Linked DNA regions of Mus musculus: region 1 is linked to region 2. Evidence: chromatin contacts called from public HiChIP or PLAC-seq data. All regions are on one chromosome and are shown on one strand. Each heading gives the region's core, a stretch centred on a gene start, on an enhancer-like site or on the middle of the called end of the contact. The rest is flanking DNA. Distances are from core to core; before and after follow the strand shown. Region 1 overlaps Vps8 (VPS8 CORVET complex subunit). Region 2 holds the start of 2510009E07Rik (RIKEN cDNA 2510009E07 gene).

Region 1 (2,771 bases), core at 199-2,698, 130 kb before region 2:
ATTGAGAAAATTCCGGGATTAGTTGTAACTCAGGAATCAGTGTGCATTAGAAGGCATTATAAATGTGTGTATAGAAAGCCTGGAAGGGGCTTTGGGGCCTAGCATGGGAGTGTGTGGAAGGGGCTAGCTAGTAACCTCGGGGAGAGCACAGAGATGAGCCGAGTCTTGGCTGTGTTACTCAGGCAGAGTCTCTGTTTTTAAGGCTTAGGGATCTTTAGTGGTTTCTTGATAGAGAACAGAAAGGCAGGGTTGGCAGCCAGAAATTCAGTGAAGAGCCAGTGCTCCATCAGGGGACAGCTTGGAGGCACAGAAGGTTTACAGATAGAAAGAATGAACCAGGGGTACAGAGAGCAAAGCATCACAGATGAGAACAACTCATGAGTCAGGCATGATGGAGGTGATAAGTCTTTAATTCCCTGTGGAGATTAGGGGAGAAGCAGTTTTGAAATGAGTGGAATAAGTTGGATTTGGCTTGGGTACTAGTTACCTTTATTAAGCTGTGACGAGATATTTGAACAAAGTGACTGAGGAAGGAACATTTCTTTTAGCTCCTAATTTTTGAGTGCAATCCTTCAGAGTGGGGAGGGTGTGGGGCAAGAGCAGCTGCAGCTGTGGTGGCAAGAGCCTGAGGCAGCAGGTCAAGTGACTTTCAGTCAGGAAGAGAGGTCACTGACTGAAGCTGCTGCTGCCATCACTGCTGTCACTGCTCTCCCCCTTCCCCTCCCCTACCCCTCCCCTTCCCCCTCCCCCTCCTCCTCCTGCTCCTGTTGTCTGGACTCCAGCCCTTGGGGTATTGACACCCATGTTCAGGGAGTGTCTCCCAACTCTTTGGTTAAAACCTTTTGGAACACACACACACACACACACACACACACACACACACACACACACATAGGATGGAGTGCGGTTCACAGAGGCTCTGAGGAGATAGTGGCATATCTTTAATGGCACTTATCCTCTTACCAAATTTAGATACCAAGGAGGACATCCTGCTGAAAGGTGTTGAAGATACCATGGTAGAGACAATTGCTCTTTGCCAGAGAAATTCACAGAATTTGAATCAGCAGCAACGAGAGGTGGGTAGCTGATATATGCATAGCCCTTTAAACACTTGTTCTGTGTGGAAACTAGGAGTCAATTCTATTTCCACAGCCCTCCTAGACACCTGGATTTAATTCATCTGGGCTTTAGTCACTCTTTGGTGTTCCCAGGAGTGTAAGGCTCTTGGCGCTCCTGTCAGGAGTATCTGCTTTCTTTCTTTCCACAGAGGCCTCATGTCCATAGATTGGGCTGCCGAGTGTTAGGCGTGGGAACGCTGGGCCCCTGTGGCATCTGTGGTGTCCGTGCAGTCGGTGGAGTTTCTGTTTGTGCTGGGTGGTGGAACCATGTCCTTGTAGTCAGCTGTCATCTCCTCTGCCCACAGTGGCTGAGAGTGAGAGCTAAGCCCTTCAGGAACCCAGAGTGCAGCAGAGGGTAAAGAGCAGCTATAATATGGTGACCCTCAGCCTTGGCTACATGGAGTGGGCCTTGGCTACATGGAGTGGCCTGGGGGCTTTGGAATATTCATTCCTGGTGCTGTACCCCATATAAATTAACTGACCCAGCCATCAGTGTGTCCTAATGCTGTGTACTGATTATAGTGGTAGCCATGGTTAGAGGGCTCTGCTGTTAACAGTGGACTGAGCAAAGTTAAAGCATGAGCCCAAGGGAGGTCCGGCTGAGCATCGGGTGCAGGTGCTAGTTATGGCAGTGAAACAGCAGCTCCAGGTGGCTTAGGGTGGACAGCTGCTGAGTTCCTTGTTCTAGAAGCAATGTGGTGGTACTTAGTCACACAGCCCCACTCTCTGTCCTTGCCTTCTGGTGCTCCTGACTCCGGCTTCATGCTGGTAGCAGGGCCTAATTCCCACATCCTGGTTCTTGAATTGGGAACTACGTTTAGCTTTTCATATATATTGACTATTTATTTATATTAAAATAAAAAGTACATCTTGGATATGTTTGCTGTTTTCATAATTTATAATGTATTATGTTTTTGTCAGGGATTATAAAAAGTATGCATAAGGAACATATTTCACATAAACGTTAAAGACTTTCTGATAAGATAATACAAATACCTTTAGAAATCATGCAGTAATGCAGACCGGGAACTGATGCAGCAGTTAAAAGCCTTGCCATGAGCAAGAGGGCTGGAGTTCAGACCCCCAGAGGCCGTGTAAACCCCAGGGGGGGTGACTTCTGGAGGACTAGCCTTGTATACACTGTGGGTTTGACTGAGCATCTCCATTTGTACACACATGTGTGCACACATACCCATACACATGAATGCACACACAGCCACACACATGCATGCACACATACACATAAACATGCAAACACACACACCCCACAAGAAGAAGAAAAAAAGAAAGTCATAAAATATAGAAAGTTCGCAGAAAGATTTAAAAAGAAAAATTACAATAGAGTCTTGTGATAACCCAGAGATAGCCATCATCACCATTTGAGGAATATCACCCTGGATGTTTTTGTCTGCCCAGGCTGATAAGTTTTGGAAAAAATAAACCAAAGGATACTTTCTCTTAAACATAGTATGTTCTATCTTCTCTAGGAGCCAAGGAATCTCTAACCTGCATATAAATATCTCTTTACCTTGTCAGCTCCCAATAAACCAGCATCAGAAGGTCTGGGTAACTGCACTCGGTTAGGATTATGCGCTGTGCCTTTTACTGCAGTTTAGTTTTAGATCCTGGGATGCAGTGCCATTGAAGAACTCA
Region 2 (2,849 bases), core at 317-2,816:
ATCAAGGTTCATTAATGAGGAACAATCTGTCTGACTAGACGCAAGCTTCCCAGAAGTCAACTCTACCTGGAGAGGGAAGTAAGAAAGGCAATGACTGGGGCCATCTTAACTCCTCCGCATCCGCATCCCACAGTAAGAACAGGACTTCTGCAGGAGGTAGACTGCCATTAAATTCATCCAACAGGTACACTTTAGCTCTCATATTTCCTACTCTGAAGCCACACTTTCAGCGAGAAGCAAGAACATCCTGTTTGTCCTCATCAGCAGAGGAACAACAAAATCAATATTCGCTCTCCAGGTACCTTGAATTTATAAGGAAAAGCAAGGATTTTCTATCCTTTAATTTATAAACTCAACTAAGACATTCAAATATTCTCAATTAAAAGCAAATAAAGATTTGTTACATATTGTAGCTCTCCTTGTAAACCATATCCTCCTAAATAACAGGGGGGAAAAGTTTGATTGAAGATCACTTGGAAAATGTGTCTTAAGCACGGCAAAGCCCTCCAAATCTAAGATTATATGGAAACCGACTTCAGAATGTTTCTAAAAAGAAATGATTCAGCAGTCGGATTAAGCTAAATGCCATGAAGTAATCAAATTGTGGAATGCTGATTAAATGGCTACTTAAGTTTAATCTATTTAAAACTCTCAGGATAAATACAACTGGCCTAGGACTAGACTAGTCCTGGCTTGGCTCAAACGCTGTAACTGGGTGTCGAAGGAGTTTGCTCTTCAAACTGTTCCTTTTAACTTCTTAGAAGCCATTCTTCATACTTTGGTTCTTTCTCGATCTGGATACATTAAATAAATGGGAATCGCTAGGACCTAGGGTTCTTTCTGTTCAACAGCAGCCAGAAAGAACAGGCAAGAAAGTGAAAGGGGTATGTCCGTGCCCACCCCCCACCGCTGAAAGGGCTACCCTGCTGGCGCGCGTCCGCTCTGGCGGCTCTGAGCAAGTATCTAAAAGAACGGCAAAGAAAGCCAGCCCCAGGCTCCTGTGGGTAGGAAGGTTCCCTTTTGTGACTACAGCTAGGTTCCCCCGGGATTTCCTCCCGTCGTCCGGGTAGCACCCGGCCGCAGGCGGGCGACAGCAGGCCGACGCGGCTCCACTTACAGTGACACCATCCCAGGTGACAGCACCAGTGCAGCTTGAAGCACTTGCCGTGGCTGTGCGTGGCACAGATGGACAGCCCGTCGCACGGCTGGAAGTCGGGTCTGCGGGCGGCGCAGCTCCGCGCCAGGGCCTGCGCCTCGTCCACTTTCTCGCTCTTCCAGCCGCGCTCGGGCGCCGTGGCCGCACTCATCTCTCCGGTTGAAGAGCCGGGCCGGGAGCCTAGGACAGGGCAGAGGCGCGGGCCGGGCAGGGCGAGGGTGGGTTGCGGGCTGGAGGCGCGGCGAACACCCGCTGCCGAGGAGCCGCCCGGGGAGGGAGCAGCGACCCGGCCAGGCCTGCTGCCTCCCCGCGCCCTGCTCCCTTCTGCGCCCTGCTCCCTCCTCCCTTCTTTCTCCTCTCCTCTCCTCCCTCCTCTTTGCTCCCTCCTCCCGTCTCTCTCTGTCGTCCTCCCTGCTCCCTCCTCCCCACTCGGGCCGCCACGCCTGCACGCGCACGCGCACACTTAGACCGCCGCGCCCCTCTGCGAGCCCATCCCCTCGCGGTGGCGTTGCGCGCGTCGCCTCTGCCCCCGGCCAGCGGGTCCCACATGCCCATAGGACAGTCAGCACACATCCCCTACGCCCTCGGGTTGGGAGGGCGTACCTCCGGCTACAGTCCGGCCTTCTCCCGCAGCCTTTAGGCACAGGGTCTAGCCTGGTCCTTAGCACTCCCTCCCCGTCGCGCCGTGGCGTCCTGCTGGGCACACACTCGCCCGGGCTGTCCTGGAGCCGCCGGATGGCAGCGGGCGATGACCTCGCGGGTTCTTCCCTGTGCCAGCCTCCCGGAACTAGTCCTGGGTGCGGGGCTTTGGGCAGTCAGGGTGGGAGAATCTGTTAGGTTTCTGTCTTGATACGTGTAGGGTGTGGGGATGCACTGAGTGGCTTGCAGTGTCTGTGTGGCCATAGACATTACACGCCAGTCGTATAGTCGTGTGTGAGTGTGTGTGTGTGTGTGTGTGTGTGTGTGTGTGTGTGTGTGTGTGTTGTGAGTGTGGACGCCCTAGCGTGATTAACTGCATCAGTTGAACTGCGTGTGTGGCGGTATGGTGGGCTGGAATGGCGTAGTAAATTTATGCATGGATTACATGTGTGGAGTTGACACGGTCGGACATGGGTACACAGACTGACATGTGGCCCAGCCTAGCCAATGGGTGTGGCTGCCTAGGCTGCAGGTCCCTCTCCCACCTCCCCCAGTCTGCTTGTTAGACCGCCCTGCTGGCCACAACTTGTTTCAAATGGGTCTTCCATCCCAGACTGAACCAGAGAAGAGAAAAATGAATCTTTCGTTTACGGGAGCAGTGCTTCCCCTACCACGCGGGCCAGTGCCCAGTCTAAAACACCGAAAGGAGGAACGCCTTCCCTCTGCTTCCTTGCCAAATGCTACACCGGGCCCAGGAAAATGCCTGTAATCGCAGAGGGTCCGCAACAGAGCCTCTCAGCACAAATGCTGGGCTGGACCGTGCTTTCCCCAGATCTCCTTTCCCTTCCCTTTATCCCCTTCCTGTTTGGCAATGAGCTCTATCCTGGTTTTAAACGAAATTCATCCTCAAGTCCTCAAAACTCTTTGCTGCCATAAGCACCCTTTCATAATTTTCCCTTTTATTTAACCTTGGCTTAGGAAGGGAAATCTAATTTGCATATGTCTGACTCTGTGAAATCTTCATGTGTCAGGGATTGAGGTAAACTCAGATGGC

The links. HiChIP or PLAC-seq counts read pairs in DNA pulled down with a chosen protein or histone mark.
Region 1: a contact with region 2 is called in an H3K4me3 HiChIP or PLAC-seq map of the SCID.adh cell line, with 8 read pairs. The contact joins the enhancer-like site here to the promoter of 2510009E07Rik in region 2. A contact is called at or near these places in 3 of 39 promoter capture datasets (the C10 cell line, the HPC-7 cell line and HPC-7-derived erythroid cells), 2 of 484 Hi-C or Micro-C datasets (cerebral cortex and nephron progenitors), 5 of 115 datasets of contacts at active chromatin or transcription factors (the SCID.adh cell line, VIP interneurons, embryonic stem cells and 2 more) and 4 of 9 other capture datasets (adipose tissue, liver, macrophages and 1 more).

The regions. Positions count from the first base shown.
Region 1 is chr16:21,562,158-21,564,928 of GRCm38.p6, forward strand. It overlaps Vps8 (VPS8 CORVET complex subunit), which reads left to right. Exons shown (of 47, transcript NM_001285893.1): 39 at 973-1,076. Among named protein-coding and RNA genes, the nearest start is that of 2510009E07Rik, 130 kb to the right of the region's middle. Within about 2 kb of position 1,449, at least 11 of the 459 cell types and tissues checked have an H3K27ac peak or open chromatin away from gene starts, as enhancers often do. A contact at or near this core is called in the SCID.adh cell line, where this site is marked.
Region 2 is chr16:21,693,099-21,695,947 of GRCm38.p6, forward strand. 2510009E07Rik (RIKEN cDNA 2510009E07 gene) reads right to left here and starts at 1,567. Exons shown (of 2, transcript NM_001001881.2): 1 at 1,118-1,567. The coding sequence starts at 1,307.